5 separate regions of the Mus musculus genome follow, and all the other regions are linked to region 5. Evidence: chromatin contacts called from public HiChIP or PLAC-seq and promoter capture Hi-C data. All regions are on one chromosome and are shown on one strand. The core of a region is the stretch at or near the end of the contact, and the rest is flanking DNA. Distances in the headings are between cores, read along the strand shown. Region 1 holds the start of Coq7 (demethyl-Q 7). Region 2 holds the start of Umod (uromodulin). Region 3 has its middle 38 kb from the start of Gp2. Region 4 holds the start of Itpripl2 (inositol 1,4,5-triphosphate receptor interacting protein-like 2). Region 5 holds the start of Gprc5b (G protein-coupled receptor, family C, group 5, member B).

Evidence for each region. Promoter capture Hi-C pulls out the DNA fragments that hold promoters and counts their contacts. HiChIP or PLAC-seq counts read pairs in DNA pulled down with a chosen protein or histone mark.
Region 1: a promoter capture Hi-C map of embryonic stem cells shows a contact between it and region 5, with 2.5 times the contacts expected there. The contact joins the promoter of Coq7 here to the promoter of Gprc5b in region 5. A contact is called at or near these places in 1 of 39 promoter capture datasets (embryonic stem cells), 7 of 484 Hi-C or Micro-C datasets (B cells, CD8 T cells, double positive thymocytes and 2 more), 5 of 115 datasets of contacts at active chromatin or transcription factors (embryonic stem cells, microglia and stem cell-derived neural progenitor cells) and 4 of 9 other capture datasets (adipose tissue, embryonic stem cells, liver and 1 more).
Region 2: an H3K4me3 HiChIP or PLAC-seq map of stem cell-derived neural progenitor cells shows a contact between it and region 5, with 20 read pairs. The contact joins the promoter of Umod here to the promoter of Gprc5b in region 5. A contact is called at or near these places in 7 of 115 datasets of contacts at active chromatin or transcription factors (craniofacial prominence, embryonic basal ganglia, embryonic forebrain and 3 more).
Region 3: a contact with region 5 is called in an H3K4me3 HiChIP or PLAC-seq map of embryonic basal ganglia, with 4 times the contacts expected there. The contact joins the enhancer-like site here to the promoter of Gprc5b in region 5. A contact is called at or near these places in 2 of 39 promoter capture datasets (both in embryonic stem cells), 6 of 115 datasets of contacts at active chromatin or transcription factors (embryonic basal ganglia, embryonic limb bud, embryonic stem cells and 1 more) and 1 of 9 other capture datasets (embryonic stem cells).
Region 4: a contact with region 5 is called in a promoter capture Hi-C map of embryonic stem cells, with 3 times the contacts expected there. The contact joins the promoter of Itpripl2 here to the promoter of Gprc5b in region 5. A contact is called at or near these places in 1 of 39 promoter capture datasets (embryonic stem cells), 1 of 15 datasets of contacts at CTCF or cohesin (embryonic stem cells), 4 of 484 Hi-C or Micro-C datasets (all in embryonic stem cells), 3 of 115 datasets of contacts at active chromatin or transcription factors (embryonic stem cells and pancreatic cancer cells) and 1 of 9 other capture datasets (embryonic stem cells).

The regions. Positions count from the first base shown.
Region 1 is chr7:118,531,945-118,535,272 of GRCm38.p6, forward strand. Coq7 (demethyl-Q 7) reads right to left here and starts at 1,412. Exons shown (of 6, transcript NM_009940.3): 1 at 1,235-1,412. The coding sequence starts at 1,307.
Region 2 is chr7:119,477,673-119,480,660 of GRCm38.p6, forward strand. It overlaps Umod (uromodulin), which reads right to left and starts at 1,590. Exons shown (of 11, transcript NM_001278605.1): 1 at 1,480-1,590; 2 at 527-646. The coding sequence starts at 614.
Region 3 is chr7:119,419,423-119,422,488 of GRCm38.p6, forward strand. No RefSeq gene overlaps it. Among named protein-coding and RNA genes, the nearest start is that of Gp2, 38 kb to the right of the region's middle. Within about 2 kb of position 1,544, at least 18 of the 459 cell types and tissues checked have an H3K27ac peak or open chromatin away from gene starts, as enhancers often do. A contact at or near this core is called in embryonic basal ganglia, where this site is marked.
Region 4 is chr7:118,490,062-118,493,374 of GRCm38.p6, forward strand. It overlaps Itpripl2 (inositol 1,4,5-triphosphate receptor interacting protein-like 2), which reads right to left and starts at 1,914. Exons shown (of 1, transcript NM_001033380.3): 1 at 1-1,914. The coding sequence starts at 1,273.
Region 5 is chr7:118,993,321-118,996,523 of GRCm38.p6, forward strand. It overlaps Gprc5b (G protein-coupled receptor, family C, group 5, member B), which reads right to left and starts at 1,891. Exons shown (of 4, transcript NM_022420.2): 1 at 1,720-1,891.

The DNA of each region.
Region 1 (3,328 bases), core at 162-2,661, 460 kb before region 5:
AGCTCTCAAGAGTGCTGTTCCAGCCATGGTATCTGGGAGATTTTAAGTGGCAAATGAGAAGATTTTAAGTGGCTTATGGACACATAAATTACATACTAAGAGGCTCTTAAAAAGTCTCTTCTGATCCATTTATCACCAAGGAAAACATCTCTATAACTGGCATGTCTTGAAAAATATCCAAACACTTGCTAAGCACTCTTCTCTTCCAGAAAGAAAAACAACCTTGGACTCAAGCCTTGGAAGGCACACACAACAATATCTAATGAAGTTTCATAGCTGTTCTCATGGTATTGGTGGTGGTGGTGGTGGTGTGTGTGTGTGTGTGATTACTCATCCATTTGGGGGCAGACAATTCTGGCTTATTATTTACCAAAAGGATGTAGTTTCAATTAAATTACTTAATAAGTTGTAGTTAAACAAAAACACATCTCAAACCTCCAAACAATATTGCCTTCAGGCAAAATAGAAATCTAATGCTTGAAGATTTAGTTTCGAGAAAATGACCACGATTTTCTGGGGCAGCTCGGATGAATCAGACCTGAATCCAAACCTACCTCTCTCCATTCCAAATTCAAAGCTTACCATATTTTGCAATACAAACAGTCCCATGAGAGGCTTGATAAAAACAGAGACTCTACGGCTCAAAAGAAGGCTCAGCAGTTAAGAATGTGTACTGCACTTGCAAATGACTTGAGTTGGGCTCCCAGCACCCATATATAGGGATTCACAAACTGCCTGTTACTCTAGTTGCAGATTCAAACCCCAATTCTGGCCTCTCTAGAATTTAATTATTGTGCGCACGCACGCGCGCGCGCGCGCGCACACACACACACACACACACACACACACACACTTTTTAAAACTCTAAAACCTATCAATCCAGTGGATAATGAGGGGGACCCGAAAATCTGCATTTATAACAGATTGATGCTGTCGTCGGAAGGCTACTTTGCTTGAGAAAGTCCCGAGTGGAGACCGGAGGGACACTGCAGGACACTCAAGTTCCACACTTGCACTGACGTCACATCACAGGCTGGTAATCACTTGTTCCCCGGCAGGGCATCCTGCAGAAGTTCACCCGTTCCTATCAATCAACTAGACGTACTACAAACCCCACCCCCATGTCGCGCGCTTGTGACGTATAGACGTCCTCCCCGTGACATCCGTGACCTCCACTGCAAATAGTCACCGGCGAAGAGCCCCGCGCCGAACCACGACCCCGAACGGCCGGTACCTGAGAAGGGCCTCCGGACACCAGTGCGCAGGCGTCCCACGGAAGCAGCCGCTATGGCTCCGGCGGCGCTCATCGCTGCGGACAATGCAGCTATGGTCCAAACGCCCCGCCAATCGTGCTCTCGACTCAGGGTGATGACGCATAGATGCCGCGGACCGAGAGCCAGAGGAAACGCCCCTAGGCCCTGGATTACACCCGATTGGTTAGAAATGACCGATTCACGTACTCTATTGGGTCTTCCCCCTGTCGATCATTGTAACGTCGTGAAGGCGCCCGGTCGGCTCTTAGGGTTGATGCAGAGCTGCCCTGGAGAGGCATTTTAGGTTAGGGTTTCTCCCTGTCTTGGAAAGGCGACCCGCAGGTCACTGTTGTTTCCTCCACGTTATGGAGATTATTTTTCTCTATTAAGAGCCGATTTACACCTGAAAGTCAGCAATTACCTGGTAAAACATGCCAGTTTTCGGTGTAATTGTGGGTTTCCCAGTTTGTTTCCCGTTACTTTCCGTTCCTTCTCAATTTTTATATTGAGATTTGCTTCATTGTTCATCCTTTACTGGATTATTCATGGCCTAGTGCACATTAGTGATGAACATAGCTGTGTGTTGAGGGAAGGAAAATTTAGTAACATACATTAAACATTTTAAAGTGCATATCCATTAATATGACAGCTAGGATCTAGCCAATAGAAATAAATTTTCAAGTCAGATAAGTATATAAGGGGAAAAACCATACCTGCAAGGATAATCAGTGCCTATTATAGGACCACTAGAGACTGTGGCTTTAGGAAAACTAGAGTTTGCACCCTTGGCGGGAGGGGGGCGGGTATTTGATTCATAGCTACTGTAAAATAAATGAAACTACTAACCCATTCTATATAATTATAGTGTTCAATTAGTATACTACAGTAACTTAAAATTAAGACGAGCCCAAGTACTGGGCCTTAGCGGCAGTGAGGGTACTTAAATATTCCTGTGGAATACTCAACCTAAATCTGGCTCTCAAAGCCTTCAAATGTTCAGAACCTTTCCCGTGCATTCCACTTCTAGATCTGTCCTAAAGAGATAAAAGAATGTTGAGGTGTATGTCCTAGTTATTACTGGAAATTTTTGGAAGTGTTAAAAAATTGGAGCTAGAGAGAGCTCAGAAGTTGAGAACACTTCTTGCTCCTGTAGAGGACCTGGGTTTGATTCCCAGAAGCCACAGCAGGAAGCTAACAACGGCCTGTAACTCCAGTTCCAAGTGACCCAGCACTCTCCTCCGGACTCTCTGCACATGTGACACACAGACAAATACATGTTTTTTAAAAAGGTTACCATCAAGAGAATGCTAACAAACTATGACTCATGAGCACAGTTAGCAGCTCCCTGAAATGGATGTAATGACGAGTTCAGATCTGATTATGTCACTCAGGCTTGCCTTAAACTGGTGAAATGGCTGCTTTGGCCTCTGGAGCTTCCAGGGGTGTTAGAACAATGAACTTTGAAAGAACTTTGGATAAAATAGAACATTTAAGTGGAAAATATGAGACTACTACATTTTCTTTCTTCCCTCCATTTGTGCTTGCTTGCTTTCTTCTCCCTTCTCTCTCCTCTCTCTTTTTCTCTTTCTCTCTCTCTTTCCCTTCCTCCTCCCTCTTCCCCTTCCCCCACTCTGGTTATGAGACAAGAATTTCACCCTGTATCCAGATGACTTTCAACTTGCTGTGTCATCCAGGCTGGCCTTTGGTGCCTCTTTAAAAAAAACTTGTGTGCTTATGTGTAATTTTGATTTTTCTCTGTGGTTTTCAATGTTCTCATACTTTATAGTAAGCACTTTCATATTTTCAAAAGACAACGAAGAATATGTGATTCCATAATCAAATTCTGAAATATAAAAGCAAGTTTGTCTTAGTTTTGTATTTTAAGTGTAAGGGAACTGTCTCTGAAGGTGAAGGAATTTGTTCACAGTCACACAGCAAAGAGCATGTCCCATGTTTCAAGTACCTCTCATGCTCTGGACAGGTTTCTGGTAAAGCCTCACTCTACAGAGTAAAGATGTGTTCAGAAGTTCTCACACGGTCAGATCTTGTACCACCCAGGAAAAAATGAATTCTTC
Region 2 (2,988 bases), core at 340-2,839, 480 kb after region 5:
TTCATTTACAGAAAAGAATATTGACATTCAGAACGAGCAAGCCAGTTGTCAAACAGGGTACACGCACATGGCCTGACCACAGAACATGTGCTTTTAACCATGACCTCACAATTATACTTAGTGTAATTCCAGAGTACTCCAGGGTGGAAGGCAAAGCTACCCCCATGGGATGACTTCACACTTACAGGAGAGGTGGGTCAAATCTCTTATGTATCTGGGCATGCTTGTGACTTTACCGTGAAGTGCAGAAATGGTTCAGAGGTGTTTTAGCCCCTTGTCCCACCAGAAACATCACCCACACGCTGCTATTAATTCAGAGTCTCGGGCCCCTTGCTAGACCTACTAAAGTAGAATTTGCATCTTAACAAAACTTCGAAGTGAGTCCTGTGCTCATTACAATCTGAGAAATGGGCTTAAAATAAAGATCACATCAAGTGTGCTAAAAGAGGGATTAAGATTGCTTCTGCAAAGGGAACATTTCTCTACACACACACACACACACACACACACACACACACACACTTACTCGCTTCTGTTGAGTTACTGGCTTCAGCCAGAGTGAACCAGGAGGTTACCATCATTACCAGCAGCATCCAGGTCAAAGGGATCCCCATCCTTTACACTCTGCCCTCTGTCCTGGAAACACCTGCCCAAAGGCAAGGATGGGTTAGGTACTTTGGATTTCCCTTGTGTTTCTGATGCCTGAAATCATGAGAACAGAGGTGGGTGAGGCACATGCATGATCTAATTTGCTTCCCTATAGACAGAAGAAATGCTTTTGTTGTGTACCCTCTATATGGATCAGAAAACAGCATGGATGTAGACCAGGAGGCACAGCTTGTATGTAAAAGGAAGACTGTACAGTGATCTAACTGTAGGTTTGGTGGGCTTCCGAAGCCTCTGTGAATACACCCCTATGTCGCAAACCTCCATGTGCTGCACATTTTGAAGAACTGAGTCTTTCATTTGGAGCAAAAAGTTGCAAGATGGGGAAAGGCTCACTCAGGACTTATACCTTACTGGAGGCAGCCTTGGAGTTTTACAGGAAGTTCGTGATTACCTGAACTTACAATTTGCTCTCACCTACTTATTCATTCAACAAACCCTTATTGAGTAGTATTATGTGCCAAACAAGGTGCTAGATACCAAAGAGAATAATGAATATCGTCTACATCTTCATACAACTCATGTAAAGAAATGGCAAAAGATAAGGAGCTTTAGAGATGATTAACTCTATATACATACATAACTATAATACATACTAGTATTTTCAAAATGATTGTGGTTGCAACAGGTGAAATAATTCCAGATGGATGCAAGCATTACCCTAGGTTTTACAGCAGCATACCAGGATGCCATGAAGGTTAGCATGGGACCCCAGTGTCCAGAAGCTAAGCTTCTACCACAACCTCCCTGAAATATAATGGGATTAGATAGAGGAGAAGTGGATATGGGGGTGACAGTTTCATACAGCCTTACCTGAACCCAGGACAGGACTGGTCCATTCACAAGTAAGTGCCTGTGATCAATATATACTTGCCTGCCCTTGGCTGGCCCTCTCCCTCAGATTATTCTCTGCTTCTGCCCTCTGAGATTGTTTCTGTGGGGGTAGAACTTTCCTTCCCTTTTGGCATAGAATTCACCTTTTCCAAGCCATGAGTCTGTTGTTGTTAGTTTTTCCCCTGGGAGTTAGACACAAAATGATTGACATTGGGGTCACACCTGTGCCTGGAAATACAAGGTCTCTGTTTTCACCTTTTGGCAGCAAGACATTCCTCAGTTAGACATTAACTGGCAAAACAGTGCCAAGGTTCTGGGCCTTTTCTTGGACCTGGGCAAGGACAAGGTAGACCTAAGCCCAAGGAGCCAGGAAAAAGACAGTATATCTGAAGTCAGACTGTGTTAGGATAAAAGGAATGTTTGCTTTGAAGACTGGAACACACTCCTGTTCTAAAGGACAGCTTCACCAGATAAGTCCTCCTCACTAGATTCCAGACAGGAAAGAGTCTCTGAGAATGGCATCAGGTTATCAGACCATCTGGACACTCCTGAACTGGACCTCTGTCAGACAAGACTGGAGTCCAAACAGTAGAGGGTCCTTGGACTAGGGAATCATCTTACAATTGAAGAGGCTGTTTGCCTGAGTCCACCGTGACTAGTATCCCAGGGAATTTAACTCTTCCCTTTCCCTTTCCCTTTGTGAGATGTGATGCCCTGCCCTGTGAACAGTGATGCTGGTTAACAGAGACAATGCAAGTGGGAATACTTGGTGATGTTTGAGTCAAAGTCTGAAGTGGATGCTTTGCTGATAGGCAGTCACAAATAGAAATAGCTAGAGCCACAAGCCACACCCAGTCCCATGTAAAGAGTTATCAAAAACTTGATAGAATAGATGTCATTGTGCTGAGAAAAATCTGAAACATTGACTGAGCAGGAAGCATAACTAAGACAACCACACTGACTTTCTTGGGACATCTCTTATTCTGTCTCTTCCTTCTTAACTTCCTAAAAGTGAAAGTTTTGGACCAAAGTAGCATGTACTTTAAAGAAGATTGATATATCTTCCCAAATTTTACATATATGTGTGTGTGTGTGTGTATGTATGTATATATATATACATATATATACGTGTGTGTGTGTGTGTATGTGTGTATATATGTGTGTGTGTTTGTATAATTGGGCTTAGTCCTTAGCACAGCATAAACTGAGTATAGTGGTGCACACTTATAATCTGGGCACTTGAGAGTGTAGATATAAGGATCAGAAGCTCAAGGTCATTGCTAGCTTCATAGTGAGTTCAAGACCAACTTAGGCTGCCACAAACAGTAAAATAGAATATAACAATAACAATAATTTATAACCTCCCTCTAGTACAAAATAGTTCTGAGTATAACTTTCATTTTGATCAACTTTCCATCCACTTTGCCAAAGTGAGAAATATCTTTTTATTCACTTTTGCAGTTTGTGTGTGGTGCATGTGTGCATGCG
Region 3 (3,066 bases), core at 294-2,793, 430 kb after region 5:
TGCCCTCCAAGACTGCTGAGGAACACACATTGGACAATGCTAGTATAGTCACTGGTACCCAATGGGACTCAAGCATTTCTCTCATCTTTCCACACTTACAAAACACTTTCCTACAATTTCTGGGCAACCTTTACCCCAGCACATCTTACAAGCAGGGCAAACTGGGAGTTGAAGGTTTTGTGGTTGGATCAGTGTCTCAATCCCTCCACAAGAAGTCTTGCCTGGTTATAGGAGATGGCTGGTTCCAGCTCTGTATACCCCATTACTAGGAGTCTTAGCTAGGGTCACCTTCACAGGGTCTTGGGAATTTCCATTGGCCTAGGTTTCTACCTTACCTTTTTGGAAAGCCTCAAAATTCCAGTTGTTTCTCCCTGTACCTTCTCCCTTAACCTCCTCCTGTTTCCATTCACATTCGGCTGCAGTCTACTCATTGTCTATTCTATTGCCTCTTCCCAGGGAGATCCACACATCCCTCCTTGAGCCCTCCTTGTTACTTAACCTTTCAGGGTCTGTAGATTGTAACATGATTATATTATACTCTATAGCTAAGGAGTTCACCCCTGACACTACCTGGGCTGTCAGGAACCGGAGGCCTGATAGCCCAGAGATCTAGAGTCGAACCAAACACACCAGGGGTGGGAGAATGTTTCCTAATGATATTCTATTCTATTCTTAGACAGGAGCCTCACATAATGGTAACCGGAGAGGCTCTATCCAGCAACTGATGGAAACAGATGTCAAGATCCACAGTTAAACATTTGGTGGAGCTGGGTGAATCTTGTGGAAGAAGGGGAAGAAGAACTGTGGGAAACAGAGGGGTGAAGGACATCACAAGAAAAACCACAGAATCAACTAGCCTGGTCTCACAGAGACTATATAGGTCTGATGTAGGCTCTCTGCACACATGTAACAGTTGTGTACCTTGACCTTCTTGCAGGACTCTTAATAGTGGGAGCAGGAGCCATCTTTGATGCTTTTCCCTTCTTTGGGAACCCTTTACCTCCCTACTGGGTTAACTCATCCAGCCCTAACATGAGGTGAGGTACCTAGTTTTACTGCAACTTGATATGCCCTGTTTGGTTGATATCCCTGAGAGGCTGGAGGGAAACAGAAGAGAAGTGGATGGAGGAGGAGGTGTTGGGACTGAGAGGAGAGGACAGAGAGATAACTGTGGTCAGGATGTAATATATGTAAGAATAAATAAAAAACTAGAAAAGTGATGCTTAGCTCCTATGCCCTCCAACCCTAGTGGCAGCAACCAGGCAGCTCCCCAGCTCTCAGGGGCTGGGAAACTGCTCTCCATCCATCTCACTCAAGCCAAAGGGCCAGAAACAGAAAAATACTGTCTCAGACCTCCTGACTCTGGAGAGAGGGTGTGCAGTGCTCTAGCCAAGTGCTACAGAGACCCACACTGTGGCTCCATGGGGCTCTGGGAATAGTGGCTACCCCTCCTCCATGCTCACACTCCCCACTTCAGGGAGAGAAAAGGGGAGGGAGTTGGCAGTGACTGAGCACTCCATCCAAAGCCAAGCATCGATCTGCCTCTTGATGTTGTCATAGCAACAGCTCTTCCACTTGGGGAGAGATCAGCTGGGCACCACTGGGCTCTCTTTACCCCCTAGCTCCCTGACCCCTCCCCCACAATCTCGGATGCCTTTCTTTCTGCTCTTGACAGTTGTCTGGTGCTATCCCTGCCTGTTTATCCACCTCCTCTGTGCTTTCCTTTCCTCCTGTTTGACAAGCCCACCTTGCTCACTTCTCCCTTTACTCTGCTCTTCTGGGGTCCTGAGGTCTCAGGCCTGTGTGGCAGCAGCCTACTGGCTGTCTCCAGGGCACCTGGAGATTCAGGGGCTGGGGGAGGATGGGTCTCCTTCTGAGCCTGGCTACTCAAGTCAGGCTCTTCCCTTACAGTAAGTCTATTTATTCCTTGACCTCAGGCCAAAGTCTCCTTGGGGAGAGGGCACAAAAATCTTGGAGCCACTTTGCCTGAATGAAACTGGAGAGGGAGGAGCTCAGATCTTAAAGTCAGCTGGGCCTGGATTCTACTCTTTGAGTCGCCACTTACCAGCTTTGTTTTACTCTGCAAGCAAAGATTTCTGGGGACAGAGTCTTCTGTTAAAATGGGATATACAGAAATAGTATATATTTTACTAGGTTATGGTGAAGGCAAAATAAAATGCCAATAGCAGCTCTCATGAGTTGGGGACCAGTGTCTCATGAGTATAATGTGGTCCTATGATGTTGCCACATGGTTGTCTCTTTACAGGTAAGGGAAGGCTGCTCGGGGAGGGCAGTGGCTTGCAGGAGGTTCCTTGGGCGTTTTTGATCATGAGAGAACTACTGGGGTTCTTGGACTTGAGTTCTATAGCTTCTTGTCTTTGAGCAGTGGTAGCATGCCTGGCACATAGTAGGTCATTATATATCAGTTAATTAAATTACTACCATATGTCTAATTTGCTTCAGGAATTAGACTCATAATGATAAATTATGTACCATTCTTTGCTCTTGAAAACCATAAAGTTAAATTTATCTCTCTCCCTTTTTTCTTCCCTCCCTCCAAGGTAGAAAGGAAATCAGAAACATCATCAGAGAAGGTAGTGTCAGATGAACAGGTCACATGTGACATGTAGGCAAAAGGTGACAGACATGCAGGCAGGTAGTATGATCTACACAGTGACACTTACACCCAAAGGAGGAAGTGGTCAGTACTGTTAGAACCGAGAAAGGACTTAATGAAAGCATCAAGCTTCTTGCAGTCTTAGAGGAACAGCTATTGGGAGAAGTAGGCATATCATTTAAGGGAAATGAAAGATCTGGAAGAGAAATGTTAGGCTCTCTCTCTCTCTCTCTCTCTCTCTCTCTCTCTCTCTCTGTGTGTGTGTGTGTGTGTGTGTGTGTGTGTGTCCCTACTGTAGCTGTAAGTCAGAGGCTGGCTGTCCTAGCTGTACATTAGAACTATCCGCAGAGACTTCTCTTTGACCTGTTTTGATATGAGTGCTGGGTTGCATTCCTGGAAATTCTTACTTCATTGGTCTGGGGTGGCCCAACCATTGCTATGTTTTATAA
Region 4 (3,313 bases), core at 664-3,163, 500 kb before region 5:
AGCTGGGCGTTGGGCTGCCCTCGTTCAGAAGCACCTCCAGCACCGCCGTTTTGAGCACGTAAGAGGACAGGATACGTCCCCAGTGTGTAGCAGCCATCGGGTCCAGCCCGCGGGCACCCAAGTCTCGAAGAGCCTTAAGCAGCTGCAGGCACTTGAGATAGCAGGCACCTGGAGGCGCCCGTTCCTGAAGCCAGCCCAGCAGTTTCTGCTCCTGACGTGCTGTGTTCACACCCCACAGAGCCTCGGCGCGCAGGCCACCCGGGAGCTCTGACAGGGCCCCGCTAGGCGAGGGTGGTGGTGGTGGTGCCACAAGGAAGACGCCATCACCCAGGTGGACAGCAGGGATGAGGCGCACGGCCATGGAAAGGCGGCAGCAGCCATAGTCCGTGCGGCAAGGAAGGATGTGGAGGGTGGGGGGCTGCTCCAGACTGCCTGGGGTCAGGCTGACCCGACAGCGACCCTCCAAGCTGTAGCGCACAGTGGCCAAGGAGCGCTGTAGGTGCGCCTGGAACCAGCGCAGTACCAGGGTAGCTGAGAGGTGGCGACGGCCCTGCACATCCACACAGAAGCCTTCAGCGAAGGGTTTGCAGTCGCGATGCCACTGGCCCGTCGAGGCCCCCGATGGCGAGGGTGGTGCCTTGAGGGCGCACACGAAGCAGCTGCGGAAGGCTGGGGTCAGCGAGGGTTCGGTCCCCAGGCTCCGCGGCTCCAGCGCCACCTGCGGCGGGAGTCGCAGTGGCACCAACACGTCGAAGCTGTCGGGTCGGCGGATTTTATGCTGTTCATAGGCGCTGCCCACCTGGATGAAGTCTCCCCGGAAGGCCAAAGCCAGTGCTCCCCCGGTGATGAGGCCTGGAGACCCTCGGGCCCGGCCAGCTTGCACTAGTTCCCCCACAATCCGGCTCACATGTGCCTTGCTGTGACCTAGCACATGCGGCGACAGGCGCACTTCGTGCTCATAGTAACTCTCCAGTAAGATGCTCAGGCCTGGCTCTTGCAAGGATCTGGCTGAGAAGTTGGCATGACCACGCGGGCGGGAAGAGCCTGGCAACAGGCGCTGGCGGATGGCGTGGCGACATCGTAGGAGGATGTAGCCGAGGAGAAGAAGGATGGCCACCTTGAGCAACGGGAAACCGCTGTCTGCGCCGTCGGGGGACTCGGCCCGGGCATCCTCGCTGCTGCGTAGGGCATGGTAGAGGCACACCAGCGCCGTGCACAGCCCGGTCACCAAGGGCCAGAAGACCCGCAGGTTGAGCGTGTACCGCACGGACATGCCGGGAGACCGGGCGGCCCAGGGCGCGAGCCCGGGTGGTGTCCCCTGCCCAGCATGCGCGCAGCGTCCCGGAGGCCCCGAGGCCCCCGTGTCCTTGGCCTTGAAGGAGGCTCCCCGCTCGCAGCGCCGGGGCCAGCAGCCCCGCTGCTCTGCCTCCACTCTTAGCTCAAGTTCCCCTTCCAGGCGCCGCCCGCGCAGCTCGCTCCGGCCCCTGACCGCGCCCTGTCCCTGTCCCGCTCAGTCCCAGCCGCGCTGCCCTGGGCTGGCTTCTGCCCCGGACTCCTACCCTACCCTGGGCGGCCCTCCTGGCTCCGCCACAGCTGTGCACAGGGGCGATCGGCCGGGTTACTCGGGTCCCGGGATTTTCTTCTTTCGGAGGGGAAGGCCGCGCCGGGCAGCCGGGAGGAAATGCCGGAGTCTGGAGCCTCGCGGGGAGGGCGGCCCCCTCCCAGCCTCCGCCTGGTTCGACGTCGGGTGGCCAGAGGGACTTCGGGACTTGCGGGAGACTGCACTCCCGAGGGCTACTCCTGGGCCCCCTCCTGGAAGGCAGAACGGGGAAGGCCTGGTTCCGGGGCGGTGGCTGCATCTGATCCCGCACTTACTGGGAAGTTGCTGGAGGAAGGCTTGCAGCCCCACCGCCCGGCCCTCCCTTCGCCCGGCCCCACCCCCAACGAGTCCCGCTGGCGGCGTGGCAGGCTCGGGCGGAAGTGGCCCCTAGCTGTCTGCCGCTGTGCTGTCTTGTAAACCTCTGTAGAGTACCTACTAAGCACTAGACAGGAGCCTAAGGGCTGGGAATGCAGTTGATAGTGTGGAGGTTCTCTTGCCTGTTATTCAAGCTCACAGTCTGGTAAAACGGGACTACGAACAGAGAAGGGTGGTGATGACTGCCTCTGATCCCGAGGCTGGAGTCATGAGTTCAAGACTAGTCTGGGCTACATAGACTGTCTCAAAAACAAAGATTCCCACCAGCAGATGTTCTGAAAGGAAGCTGAATGAAGGAGTACAGGTTGATCTTCCAAAGGATGATCCTCAGAGTCCTGCCCCAAACTGTAGGGTGTCTGACGAGGTAGTGTTGGATCTGAGACCTGGGAGAGCTGGTGCAAAGCGATAATGATAGTTTTTGCAGGACAGGAGACAGGTTTGATGCCCAGCCTCACCACCTGAGTTTGATTCTCAAACCTGCATAGTGGAGGGAGAGAAGTGTTCTGCAAGTTACCTACCCTCTGACCTCCTCGTATATGCAAGCACACACACACACACACACACACACACACACACACACACACACACACACTTACTTTAAAAAGGAAAGAAAAGAAAGAAAGAACTGTGTTTTGGTTTTGGTTTGCCTTATACCTGCATCAGTCACATGGTACATACTTACTCTGTACTTTAATGCTAATCCATACTGATAAGACCTTAGTGCTAATATCTATTGCCAATAAGTAGTATCTTCTCAGATTTTCTGATACTAGAGTCCAGCCAGGTTCCAAAGATCACCCAAAGTCACACAGCCTTTGCAGAGCTGTGCTTCCATCTAGAGGAGTCAGAAGGCAGGGTGGCCAGGGAAGAGGTCCATGTGTCCTTTGGGCATTTTTTTTTTTTCTGAGTCCTTTGTGAGGACTCTTACAAACCTGGAAAGCCTGCGCTTTTTCATAACACGAAAGTCCCAGGAACAATTTGAATGTATTTGAATAGTCGTCTGTATTTGTTCACACTTATTACACCTTGCTGCTGTATAAGGGGAGCAAGGGTAAATGACTTAGAGCATATGGGATCCCAACCATAGAACCAGGATAGAGGGTCATCCCAGCATTAGTCCAGGAGATCCTGACTGAACTAGTCAGGCTAAGCAGAAGTGTGTGTGTGTGTGTGTGTGTTCACTCACATTTATATGTGAAAGCCATAAGTTAACCTTGGGTGTTATTCCTCAGTGTCATTCCTTGGGTGCTATTCCGCCTTGGGTTTTGAGACAGGGTGTCTCACTGAACCTGAGGTTGCTGTTTCGGTGGCCAGCAGCTCCAGGCATTGGCTTGTTTC
Region 5 (3,203 bases), core at 641-3,140:
TCTTGCTGGGTCCACTCTTAAATGCCATTCCCCACAAGTCCTGGTCACTTTATTTTCCAGGCAGCCCTGTCCCAGCAGGTGTAGTAGGTATTTGCTCACTTAGAGAGTTTCTTCCTCTACTTCTCTGCGCACTTCCATGGCCCCCCCTCCAGTCTGGACCTTTTCATTTTACACAAGATATTTCCTTTAGCACTCGGATATGTGTTCACCACATGTGTTAAAAACCAACCAACCAACAACCCAGTAAACATTAGAGTCTATCTTTATAAAGAAAGCCCTCTTCTTGGCTGCCTGGGCCCCAAACTTTAACTCCTTCCCATCCCATCTTCCCCTCTTGCGACCCAGCTGACCCTTTTTAGACTTAGAAGCGAGAGGATCAGGGAAACAGTGTTCACAGCCCAGATAGAAAACTAGCCCAGAGGAGGGTTTCCAACCAACAGATGCCAATTTGCATTCTATTTACATGTAATTTGCATGCAGTTTAACTCCAAGTGCGGTTATTCCCAAAGCTCTGAGTGCCCACCAAAGAAACTTAGGAAATAACGTTCTCAAGTGCTTTGTCTACGGGGTGTGCTTAGCCTCTTCTGCATCCTCTTGTCTTTGTGGGGACCCCCGGAGCTTTCTGGACGCTGCTCAGGTGCCCCCACCCCGGCGCAGTCCGGCGGCCGATGCGGCGCGTGTGCTTGGGGGCCCCAGGCAGGGACGATGGTGCCCGCCACACTCCCGGGGCCTTTGTCCCTCTTCCAAAGAGCCGCCCCCTTGGCGAACAGAAGAAGAAGGGGGTAACTGGCTAGGCCGAGCTAGAACAGGGGGATGAACACTCTGATCTGGGGGCGTCCTCTGGAGCAAGGTCGGTGGGCCGATCCAAAACTGTTTAATCAGCTACCGCCGGCCAAGGAGGGGTGCTGGATCCTCATCTGTGCTCATCTCTCCCACCAGGTCCATGAAATGTGTGGGGTCCTTTGGGGCTTCGAGCCCCAGTCCCCTAGGAAGAGGGGACGTTGCACTGGGTAGTCCTTACCCCTAGCCTGGCTGCTTTCCTCAGAGGCCCAAGTGCCCTCGCCTGGGATAGAAATTCTTCCGCTTCACCATAAGCAGCCGCCCCTAGATTGCCAGCCCACTATTTGTCCCCCAGCTTCAGATTCCCTCCCTGTGGTGCCCACCCTCTCGCGCCTTTTTCCAAGAGTGCGTGGCCACTGCGGGCTGCAAGCTGGGTTCCCCAGACCCTGCGGCAGGTGAGATTTCAGGTCTCCAAAGGCCGGCCCCTGCCTCAGGCCATGTAGTGCTTAGTTCAGGACCAGCACCCTGGCTGTCCTCGCACCCCACCAACCGCCAGGCCCCCTGGAACCTGCAGGCGACGTCCCTCACAGGGGTCACTAGCACAGGGCCAGATTCCCCTTTATTCCCAGACGCTTGTAGTCTGTCCTCACCCCGGACCATAGTCAGAGCCTTAGTTCGTGGATTCCCCCACCAGATAAAGGTCCCCAAACCACTGCCCTCGGTCGGTCCAATGCGGCTCCTCTCCCGCCGCACTGTGGCACCCCTCACTCGAACCCCACGGCTTCTGCAGATGTACCCCAAGGAGGAGGAGGAGGGGGAGAAGGGAGAACAGAAAAAGCACGAGCCAGGATCCGCTCCGGATCTTTCCAAAATCACGGCGGGAAAAGTTTCTGGGGTCCCTACGGCGCCCTCCCCGTGCCCGCGCTGGCTGGTACTCACCGACCCTCGCGTCCCCGCAGCGCCGACGCTCCTGCTGGCCCTGGGCCCAAGTCACATCTCTGCAGCGCGCCCGCGGCCCCCGCTCCGCGCACGCCCGCCAGCCGAGCCCGCCTCACTGCATCGCCCTTCCGAGCTGCGGCCGCGCGAGGCGCCCCCTGGCCCGGCCCGCGCTGCAGCAGCCGCGGCCCCGCCTCTCCGTTAGGCCCCGCCCCAGCAAGCCCCGCCCCTGCCGGGTCTGCAGCTCTGCTCACCACCAGGACCAGAGCCACAGCTTGCTCGCATCCCCAGGCGCCTTCCTGGCTTGCTCGGAGCGCTAAGACGGCTTTCTCACCCAAAACTCCTGGTGCCCCAAATTCGAGGACATCTCCTCCTCCCTATTAAGAGTCCAGACGCACAGTTGCTCAGATTGATCTGTAGAAACATCCTCAGCCACATAGGACGCAATATTCCTACGAGGATCCTAGAGGGGCACTCCCCTCACACACCGGCAGCAGGTCTTGGACAAGGTTCTACTGCATGCGTTCTAAAGTCACCAAAGCCTCGCTGTGATGCACTTAGGAAGGTCCCCGATGAGCACATTCCCTGCCCTCTTCCACCCTGCTCCAGCCCGTCCTTTCCTCTTTAAGCACACTGAACCCAGCACCGATATCTTTGGCTATCCCAAACGTGACCATCACCGAGGTGACCTCCTCACGATGGTCCGTGTACAAGATCACCACCATCTCTTACACATCATTCACATAGGCACACACCCGCCACTCTCTTGGGCACACATACCTAGAGAGACCAGATTCTGGCTGTGCGCTGCACTGACGCTCAGGGCACAGATACCTCCAGTGACCACAGGGCAGGCATCGGACATACATGCTGGAGGAGTCTGGGACATCGCTCACCTGGCTGTCTGAGGTCAGCATCATCTAGGCTAGGCTTAGGGAGACTGCGCTTCGGCATCCCCTGCAGCGAGCTGTCAGTCTCGGGTTGTTCCTTACCTTTTCTTAGTCCCTGAAAGTCCTTTTCTCTCTTTCTTCAAGTTAGTTTTCTCCAGGGTCAGGCCACATAGAGCTTGGCTATGCGTCTCTGTGAATACACACACACACACACACACACACACACACACACACACACACACACACATATGTATATTTTAAGGACACATGTAAGGGACGTGCTCCTATGACACAGCCCTTCCCCATGTTAGCGACATTGTCCCGGCGCCAGAAACAGGGCTTGGTACACAGTAGGCGTTTGTTAAATGTTTTGCAGGACAAGGTCTTCCCAAGCTAGTACTGGTCAGACCGAAGAACTGGAACGTGGATGTGCACTGTCCCCTGGTGGTAGTTTGTGGAATTGACACCGACAGCTTTTAAACGTTTGCCTTCCTGGTCTTCAGGACCTCAACTGTGTAACCCAGACTGTTTTAATATGTGACCACTGGTGTACACCTGGAATACATTGTAAAGTTCTCCGCACAGGCATCTGGCCTT